Regions from separate parts of the Rattus norvegicus genome. Here region 2 is linked to region 1. A link is a contact called in public Hi-C data. All regions are on one chromosome and are shown on one strand. The core of a region is the stretch at or near the end of the contact, and the rest is flanking DNA. Distances in the headings are between cores, read along the strand shown. Region 1 holds the start of Mecom (MDS1 and EVI1 complex locus). Region 2 overlaps Mecom (MDS1 and EVI1 complex locus).

Region 1 (5,230 bases), core at 2,490-4,989:
TTTTCCTACTTCGGTGCCTGTTCCCAAACAAAGATCAAGTACAGAAGTAACAAGTGCCTCGGGTCACCGCCAGGGTTTTGATAATCTCGTCGCCTTCTTAAGCGACTTCCGGGGAGACCAGCAATAAGGGGGTTACTGGATGCAACACGTTCATTGCTTTGATTGAAACCCCGCAGGCTGGTGCTTTGGCAAAGTGGGGTGGGTTTCCTCCAGTATTTTAGGCTCTAGACATGCAAGGCAGACCCTACCTCACTTCCTTCCCCCACCCCCACCCCGAGGAAGAGCGGCAACTGGAATTTCTGGCAAGGCCCAGGTGCTTCTCCAGCTGCCCCACACACCCCAAATAAAACGGCTGAGAAGTCTCCTGGCTGCCAGAATGGGCTTGCTTTATTTAGTTTTCTTTTCTCGAAGATGGAAATGTAAGTCAAAGGGTTTTAGGCAGTATATAGTCAGTTCTCTTGCTTTTCCCTTTAAAAAAAACTTTTTTACATTAAATCTTTCTATCTTCCCGTACGGGATACAACGAAATTATTAGTTTCAAGTATTGTGCAAAAAATAAGTCCTATAAATTAGACCCAAGATAGTGCTCGCAATCTGTCCCTGTAACATCAGGGAGTATTTTCAAGGTATGTGGTCTCTGGTCTCTAACCTTGGGCTTTAGTCAAGACCAAATTAAACTGACATCCACCAAAAGACGCACACAAAAGAAAAGAAATAATCGAGTTTGGGAGAAAGAACTATTTGTGTGTGGTTTGTTTCTCTTGTAATGCTTACGTTTGCCAGGATTACGGTAAATTGGTTTTGTCTTGTTTTGTTTCAGATATGCTGGTTACATTACCTCTTCCTAACTCAGGAAAGGGGGGGGGGGGGAATAGTGCCTGCAAACAGCTAAGTTTCCGTTGGATGATTGCACCGCAGGGGTCACCAGCCACCTCTGCCACGCGCAGTTTGGCGAAAGGAAATAGCGCTTTAAAATACAAAAATCCGTAGTTCTGATATGATTTCCTTTATTGCTCAGACGGTAGCTGAAAACTGCACGAAGCAGCGCCCGTGTCTCTGGAAGGCAGCCGCCGCCGAAGCAGTAAAGCCCTGCTAGTGGGAACCCGGGGCTCAGCAGGAAAAGTTCCTAAGCCTGGGGTCCCGCTCTTTAGAAAGCACACGGGCATCCTTACCCGACACGAGACAAAAATCAATGTATCTCACATGCGGTGACTGACAAGTCTCATCAGATCAGAAAGGAGGCTCAGCTTCTGGGCTCAGTAGTGGGCTACAGGGTGTACAGCTTGCTTAGCAATTAACATGGCTAAGGCTCGCGGGGTCGGGGCGGGGAGGGGGGGGTACGATCCTTAAGAAAATTCGAAAGGTTTTGCTTTCTGCTTTCGCTTGGTCGGATGCAGGGCAACCAGGCAGGGTGCAAAGCCTTAGTCAGGCTTTCATTTCACAACTTACTGCTCGGTTGAAACGATCTCCCCGCCTCCCCTCAAACACACACACACACACACACACACACACACACACACACACACCTAACCTTTGAAGTCTCAAAGCCATCAAGCATGTGTGCATTTATTCTCTCTCAGGTGAAAATAAAGACACCGGGCTCAATGAAAAGCCAACAGGAAAAACAGTTTCGCTGGCGCACTTTACACTGTTACAACGAAGTGAAAGGAGCCGTGGGAGCAGAGAAAGAAGCAGGCTGACTGACCCAGGAGGCCGACGGCCCTGTATTTAGATTGATCCCTGCGACCTGAGTTCTGAGAGAAAAGATGCCGCTAGAGAGTGTGTGAGTGCAAGACACGAGTACGGAGTGGCTGGAGCTCTGGAAAGACGCCCGCGAGGACGGCGTCTCGCCGGGCGTTACGTTGGATTCTCCACAACGAGAATGCAGGGGAGCTGCGACTGTAGCCGGCGCCGCTGAGCCAGGACGCGCCCGGTGGTGCCGCATGCAGTGCCTCCAGCCCTAAATTCCAATGTGCAAGGGATTGGGAGGGGGGTACGCTTGGGGACTTCACTGGGGAAAACATATACCCACATCCTATCTTTTGCCTCTGATCCGAAACAAAACAATTAAAGAGAGTTCGAGATTCCTCAAGTCCAAGTGTGAGAGGCATGGGCGGTCTGGCCGGTCCCCTCTCGAAGCAGCTCTGATATCCGAGGGAGAAAGTACACTGCAGGCTGCTCGCCGGGTCCCCTTCAACGCTGGGCGGAAGCATTTGAACAAACCCAGCACAGACGCCTGCTGGTCCGTGCTAAGCAACGCTTCCCACCCTACGCTGTCCCTGAGTGTCACCCAAGCCTTCGCTGAAAGCGTGGGGGATGGGAGTCCCGTTCCCCGTAGCCTCAAACCCCACTGCCCTAGTCCCGCGTGACCGAGGCTGCTCCGCTCCGGGCAGGCAGAGGGCGCCGGGGAGGACCAATGACCCGGGACCCCTGCTGCACCCAGAAAGAAAGTGGCAGACTGAACTGCGCCCCCTCCGCGGCCCCGAGTTCCGACAGCCCGCCCCCTGGGGGTCACTCGGCGCCCTGCCAGCCCGGGCTTCTCGGGTCGGAGCGCGCCCTCCCGGCCTTATGGTGCTGCGTTCTCGGCTGGCCGCGCGCCCTCCGCCCCCAGGCCGGAGAACGCCAGCGAGGCCTCCGCTCTCCCCACCTGCCCAGTGACTCTGCGAAGCCGAGAGCTCGGCGCTGCCGGAGCTCCCCCAACCCATCCCCAGGACCGCGCCCCCCCACACCTCTGCCTCCCCTTCCCCAGGGCTCCCGGCGCGCCGCACACGCCGCCGCACACAAGGACCGAGCGCACAGCGCCCACTACCGCAGCCGCGGCTCGGCGCAGCGCCGATCGCCCGCGCAACTTGCAAGCGGCCGCCTCGCAACTTTTCCCAACTCCATCGCGGCCCGCTGCCGCCACAGCCACCACGGCTCCCTCTGAGCCCGCCACCCATCCCAAACCCCAGAAACAAACAGAGCTTCGGAAAGGCGCCCTTCCCCTGCCCGCCCCCCTCCCCCCTCCTCCAGCTCCGGGGACTAGCTGGTTGGCCAGAGGCGACTCTCCCCCGCCTGGGGGGGAAGGGAGGGGAGGGGGACACACTCTCCTCTCCCCCCACCCCTTCGCGCTCACTCGCGCGCGCTCTCCTCCCTCCCACTCAGCTTTTTGCTGCCCCCACCCCCACCCCGGAGTTGCCACAGCTGGTCCTGGTGCGGGGCTCAGGGCTACCGCGGCTCCACTGCGCCCAGAGCAGGAGCCAGGGAGCGGAGGCAGAAATCGGCAGGTTGCTCGGGCTGCAGGCTGCGCTGCGCCTGCCTTCCACCCGGGGCCCCCCGCGCCAAAGCAGCCCGCGCTCTCTCCCCGAGTGCTAGACACAGATATGCAAGATGGCAGAGAAGGGGGGGGGAAGCCAATAGAAAAGGGATATTGCACCTACTTGTGGCCAGTTTCCTTGCCCTGCCTTTGGATCTCATGCTGTGCCCAGTTCTGCAGCCGCTGCTGGGTGGTTAGGTTTTTTTTTTTTTCTTGGATCTTTTCCTTCTTTTGGTCTCTCTCTCCCCCTCCCTCCTCCTCTCTCTCTCTCTCTCTCTCTCTCTCTCTCTCTCTCTCGTCTCACACACGCACACACACACTCGGTCTTTCACTCTCTCTCTCCCTCCCTCTCTCTCTTTCTCTCAATCCACACTCGCTATCTCTAGCATTGTCAGTTTGGACACCTTCGCACATGCGCGTTAGACGCCCCTCCAACATCTCAGCGCCGCCAAAAAAAGTTTGGAGCGATTTATCACTTTGATTTGGAGATCTTGTCAGATGGCAATCGCCGAGGAGGCGGAGAAAGGGAGCTACGGGGAGGGCGGCAGGGGGCGGGGAGCGAGCGTGGGGAGCTGGAGGGGAGCAGACACTTCACCCAAACGGGGGGGGGGGAGAAAAAGAAAAGAAATGCAAAGTCTTGGACAGAGAATTGATTCGTGGGGCAGAGGACTGTGCCTGTGTGGGAGTCAACAATAAGCCTGCACTGTAATTATTATTAATGTTTTCTCCACCATAAATTACATTGTCTATAGGGGAAACGAGCGGAGGAGGAAAAAAAATACTTTAGGTTAAATCTTTCCGTCTTCAAAAGAACTAGATTGAGGGCTGGACCGTGAACGCATTATCAGAAGGCGAGAAGCATCTTGAACTTGAGAGATCTGCTGTTGCTGCCCGCGCTCTCCTCCTGAAGTTCCTGGGGCTTCCGCTTTGGATGAATAACCGGTTCTCGATTTTAGCTATAATACTAACGGTAGCTGCTATCCTTGGAACATTTCAGTAGTCTGTTTCCATCAAGTAGCAACAATCGCCCTTGATGCTCGGGTCCCGCCGTGCTGGGTGTTTGACATCCAAGACCTCCTGCCTTGCCTAAGGTCGGCCGTCACCTTCCGGCCTCCTGCTGCTACTCAGTCTGCCTGCCATTTCCACTCACTTACTGAAACCTACAACCTTTGGGGTCACCAGAAGGAGGAAGGGGGGAAATTCCATACGCATACCTAGAAAATACAAAAAGAACATTGTTGAAATGTGCCTAATTACTGAATTTACTAATGAAGTGTGCAGGCAGAGAGGAGGACGCAAGGGGTTAGGTGTGTTCGAGGTATGAATCACTCCCAACTCAGTATGGATTTTTCTCTTAGTACAACCTTCTTTCATTAAACAGTTGTGTTCAATACCTTCCACGTGCTATTTATGTCTCCATTAATATCTGCTGCAAATCCTGCCAGACGCCATAAAAGAAAATTGCAATCTTTTCCGTGCGGTGCTGCTACCATCCTCATACTCAAGTCAGAAAGAACAGGGGGGGAAGCTGGTCCTGGCGTCTTCTCTGAGAGAGAATGGAGGACAGGCGGGTTGTTGGGACTCAGTTGCACCTGTTGGTATTCATTTTGTCTGAGCTCAGACTGCGGTTGTGAGAGAGCTAATATCTAGGTTCAATTCCCAGGGGACTTCGGTGGCCAAGAAAACCAACGCTTACAAGACCTACCTCAACTAAGGATACCCACCACCTTCCCCTCCCCAGAGCTGTGTAATTCCAGGGGCATTCAGACATAAAATACAGGTCCCTAGAGAACCGAACTACAGCTCCCAAGGGAGACAGATGTGTAACCTTGAAATATGAGGAAGAGACAGAGGAGGTAAAGGAGGAAATGGCAGAGAACAGGAGTGAAAACAGCTTCCAGAAGAGAAAATGCTGGAGCCCGCACACACGTGAAC
Region 2 (5,263 bases), core at 225-2,724, 42 kb before region 1:
GTGCAGCCGGGCTCCAGATTAATGGGGGCAAGCAAAGGTCCAGGCCTCAGACATGGCCAATTTTAAGCAAACTAGTGCTAGTGTTGATAAGTATTCAATAAGGGCTTGGAATCTAATTATTTGTAAGAAGTGTCTTTGTTTCCTGATCTGTAAAGGAGATGGGGAAATACTGTGATTTCGTGCCATTTTAAAAAAAATGAAAAAGCAACATAAAAAAATGCAAATACAGAAGAAAAGATGTGGGGTTTGAAGTTGGCTTTAGAGAGCTGTGTAACCTTGGGGAAGTCACCTCGTCTCTCTGTGACTTGAATTCCTAATCAACAATAATGCTGGGGGACAAGGTGCTCTCCAAATTCCCCTTCAGATCAGAAAGTCTGGGATAACTATCCCAGATAGATCCAAACTTGTAAAGGAATCAAAAGGAATAGTCTAGTGTGACAGATAACACGGACTTGAAACTTAGTTCACCTGATATTTCTTAATGACTTAACACCACTATACCTCACCCCAGAGCTAGCCTGTCCCCTGTGTGCCCACCAGTAACCTTGAAATTCTCCACCTCCCTGGTACCGGGATTTCAGGCACGAACATCTCTCCTGGTTTACACAGCCCCGTGCGGGGATGGAAGACGGGTTCTGTGCATGCTGGGCAAGCGTACTTCCAATTGAGCCACACCCCAGTCTCAGTGTCAGTAGTTAGAAGAGAGCTTTCCTTGTAAAACTTTTCAATGACAGACAGTCAGCAAGTCCCAGCACACAGCTAGCTGAAGCAGAGCAGTTGTGTTTATCTGTTTACCTATATTTCTGGAAAGAAAGAAGCTCAAGCGGGGGCTGTTTAACGGAAGACTCCTCAAACTGTCCATCACTTGGTTCACTCCGTCAGAACATGGGTGATACGGGCTCTGCTGTGACACAGTCACAGGAAAGCCACCTCTCAGGGAAGGTGAAATCCAAGGAGACCAAGAAAATGCCTTCTTAAAAAACTGTAAGCAGGCTGGTGCGATGGCTTGGTGAGTGAGGGCGCCTGCTGCCATACTTGAAGGTCTGAGTTCAATCCCCACGACCCACTCCTGCACATGTGTGCAAGCACACACACGCACACTCACTTACACATTGATCAATTTTAACCAAGTTTTTTAAACGAGAGATATCAGGTGCCAAGCTTAAAAGTTTGACAATTTGTTGAGCTTGGGGTGTGGACAAGTGGCAGAGTGAATGCCTCGCAAATCAAGGTCCTGGGTCAGAGTCCTAGCACTGCAAAAGCTGGTATAATAATAATAATAATAATAATAATAATAATAATAATAATAATAATAATGACAACTCTAACCCTTTGTATCCATACTGACTGTATGCAGCCAACAGTTACTGAAGTCGTTTCATTCTTAAACAAAGTGAGTCAGACCCTAGTCACTTCTGGTCTCGGAACTCTGCATACCTAAGGTCCTACGTAGCTCGGGCCTCACAGGACAGAGAGGGTACTTCAGAGTACGTAAGGGCAGGTGCTGTACTAAGCATACCCCACAGCTCCAGCCTCTGCCTTTCTGCAAAGATGAGCTCACTTATTATGGGGAATTTTTTTTTCGTGTGTCAGAATAAAAAAGCCAAGACAGCGAGAGTCTGTAAATCTGGTTAATCACCCTATCACTTGTCTTTTACAAGCTCCTATTGTGTGCCTGGCACTACCCTGGCACCAGAGTTTCCAAGATAAGATCAAACACTAGTAAAAGCAAGCCAGATCCTTGAGGACTCTCAGACCATATCACAGGATGCTTAAAAGAACAGCCTGTGGGCTCAGACTGCCCCGGGTCATGGTCACTAGAAGGAAGAACAGTGTGTAATTCAGAGCGAGGAACTTCCTTACTTCACTGTCTCCTCCCAGTTCAGCTCTGCTCCCAGAAAGGAATTCTCCAGTGAGCCAAAGATGAGATGCAAAGAATGAGGAGAAAGTTAGAGGGCTGGAATGTAGCCCAGTGGTTCAGCACTTGCCTAACAAGTACAAGGTCCCAGGTTCAATACCCAAGGTGGGGAGGGAAGAACATAAAGGAAAGGAAAGGGGAGGGGAAATGGGAGAGGGGTAGGAGAGAAAGAGAAAGGGTCTGGAGGAGAAAAGAAGGGGGAGACAGGGAAGAAAAGGGGGAACCTCCTGACATCAAACACACTGCTTCTACATATTTGGCACCTAAAACAAGGAAGGAAATGGCGTCAAGCATGAGTCAAGTCACAATGTGGACTACAGGCGAAGCCCTTCTTCATACCCCTGAATGGAAAACTAACTCCTCTCAAATCATTCTCAGAATGCAGAGTGAGCCCAAACAATCCACCTACGGGCACCCAGAATCACGTGTGTCTCCTCAAACCCACAAAGATAATGTTGAAAATGTGTAACCGTGGCCACAGCCGCACAGAAAGCTGCCCCAGTGCCCCTGCATCATACTCCATAGTAAAATGATGGGGGATTAGTAAGGAGCGGCTGCCCTACAGTCTCCACTGAATCAACAAGTACTCCTGGGATTTCAGAAATGAAGTCCCAACGGCAGCACACACACTCAGCTTGTGAAGGTAGAGACTAATGCTGGCAACTCTTGTCGAACTAATCTTCTGGCAGGTGGGTGATGATTGGCACTTTTTAGATGCACAGATGTTGGAAAAGGCGATGTACGGCTGCGCATTTTCTCTATTTACCCAACTCAGCCCTTAAACTCTCTAACTGGCCAATAAATATTCATTGTACGTTAGTGTGTACGTACACAAGCTACTTCATGCCAAATGTGTGCAAGTCAGAGGACAGCTTAGTGGAAGTTCTTTCTCTCCTTCCACCAAGTGGGTTTCTGGCATCCAGGACGGGTCATGAAGCTAGGCAGAAATCCACGTATTTGCTGAACCATCTTCCCTACCCAGAAAAAAAAAGTTAACAGATCTTTACAAAGAAGAAAAATGCTGGGTCTCATAAAACCTAAGTGTATATGTACAAGCATACATACGCTTCTTTGAATCCACCAGCAGTGTGTATGTGTGTGTGTGTGTGTGTGTGTGTGTGTGGTTTGATATGGCATGTGTGTATGTGTGTATATGTGTACGTGTGTACATGTGTATGTGTATATGGGTGTGCGTGTGTGTGTGCGTGCCCATTTGTGTGTATGTGTGTGTATGTTTGTATACATGTGTATGTGTGTATGTGTGCATGTGTGTGTATGTGTGTGTGTGTTTGTATATGTGTGTATGTATGCATGTGTGTGTGTGTGTGTGTGAATGTACACAGGTGTTTCCCATGCACCTCCTTTCTTTGTATTTTCTCTACTATTTCTGAACTGCCCATTCCAGACTGCCTTAAACTCTGAGGACTCTGGTTAAACAGGACGACTATCCACCTCTTTTGTAACATCCTCCCCTAACATCTCTGATTCCATTATGTGTCTGGTCTTTAAAAGTCATTATAAAAGTCCTTCCGGCCTGGGCCTGATCTCAGACATGCAGCTCTGGGGTCTGGGGAACCACATCTCCCAGCGCTCCATTCAACAGTCTGTGAACAGAGCTCCACTACTGGGAAATGGGTGGGTTCTCGCATGGCTTGACCAAAGCCTCCCTTCACAAAAGCTGAGATAAATGCTCCACAGGCTGGTGGGTAGTCTCTCCTGATCTCGGTGTCTCTTCACCTGCATGGTACACTGACTACCCTCTTGGATGTTCATGTCAAAAATAATTTTTGTTCAGGAAGTGAGACTAGATTGAGCAGAGCCCTCTGAAGTTGGCCAAACACTCTGTTCTGGCAGGGAGGTCCCTGAAAGTAACCAAAGAAGAGAAGTTAGAAGACAGCTTGAGTTGCTGCCTTAGAAATGACACCCGTCTTCTCAAGTGTCCATCCTCACAGAGCTGGCTGCCCCCTCTGACAGGAACAAATCTTTGGGTTGTTCTATCTCATCTCAGAGATCATGCTGGGGGAGAGAAGTGTTTCTAGTCATCCTAAGGTGACAGACATTTAGAACAGAGGCTTGTCCTAATGCTTGTGTCTGCTCATTGTCACTCAGCCTTAGGCCTTCCCCTGTGGTAAACACAGAGCTGTTTTCCCAGACCAAACAGGGACTCTCCCTCGAGAGTCTACCCTCGAGGTAGTCAGACACACGTCTGGTGAACGCAAACATTTCCACTTCTCACTGGACAGCTAGACCCAGCAGTATCTCCCCACAACCGATTTACTTTACTAATGTGTGTGTATTTTTACCAACCCCCTATGGGAAAACAGACTTGCTTTGTAGCTGACAAGGGATTTCTCATGAAGATTGAAATCTCTGAGCATCCCCAGAGCTCCCAGCCCTTCTGAATTTCAGAGTTGGACTGGAGAAGGCTGTTCTAAGAAAAGAAAGGAAAGGAAAGGGAAGGGGAGGAGAGGAGAGGGGAGGAGAGGAGGGGAGGGGAGGGGAGGGGGGAGGGGGAGGGGAGGAGAGGGGAGGAGAGGAGGGGAGGGGAGGAGAGGAGGGGAGGGGAGGAGGGGAGGGGAGGAGGGGAGGGGAGGGGGAGGGTAAGAGAGGGGAGGAGAAGGGAGGAGAGGAGGGGAGGGGAGGGGGGAGGGGAGGGGGGAAGGGAGGGGGGAAGGGGGAGGGGAGGGTAAGAAAGGGGAGGAGAGGAGTCAAGCATCTCCTGACCTGCTCCCTCTTATTCTCCACTGGCTAAAGATGTCTTTGCACATTTTCCTTTCTTCCAGCCTCCTAAGATTTGCCTGTTATACACTAAGCACACATAATAGTCTTCACTGTTGGCTCCCATAAAGCAGTCTAACGTCTTAGCAATTGTGTGAGCTTTTGGGTTCGGGGCTTGTTTCTGTGAAAAGCATCAGTTCCCCTGCTTTGGAGGTGGGAACACAAACAAGTGTCTCAGGAGGAGAGACACCAACCCTGCCATCACCTTCCACCTGAAAGGCTGAGATTCCCCATCTTCCTGCAAATCTCCCTCTTGCTAGTAAATGTCTTCCAAAGGGCTCTAAATGTCTTCTAAATTGAGGTTAGTTATTGAGGAAGGATACGCTTAGGAGATCTGTCATTAGGACCCAGTAAAAAACATTTGGCAACTTGAATTTCGTTTCCGTCTGAGACTCCCAAGGCAACTGACCAGTAATCAGCAATCATTCCCATAAAGGGAAGAGCAATCACAGATCCCAAGATGAAGTCAGACGTTTGGGACTTACTATCAAAGACGTTGCCTTTCAGAGACTGACATACTGGCCCAGGGGTTGGGGGAGTCACATGAACATACCTGGTATGTAACTT

What was found. Hi-C and Micro-C count contacts between places; a contact is called where the count stands out from the background.
Region 2: a Hi-C map of the A7r5 cell line shows a contact between it and region 1, with 1.9 times the contacts expected there. The contact joins the enhancer-like site here to the promoter of Mecom in region 1. A contact is called at or near these places in 4 of 12 Hi-C or Micro-C datasets (the A7r5 cell line, Schwann cells, kidney and 1 more).

What each region holds. Positions count from the first base shown.
Region 1 is chr2:114,836,402-114,841,631 of GRCr8, reverse strand. It overlaps Mecom (MDS1 and EVI1 complex locus), which reads right to left and starts at 3,739. Exons shown (of 17, transcript NM_001389282.2): 1 at 3,420-3,739. The coding sequence starts at 3,456.
Region 2 is chr2:114,876,087-114,881,349 of GRCr8, reverse strand. All of the region lies in intron 1 of Mecom (MDS1 and EVI1 complex locus), which reads right to left. Among named protein-coding and RNA genes, the nearest start is that of Mecom, 41 kb to the right of the region's middle. Within about 2 kb of position 1,474, at least 11 of the 93 cell types and tissues checked have an H3K27ac peak or open chromatin away from gene starts, as enhancers often do. A contact at or near this core is called in the A7r5 cell line, where this site is marked.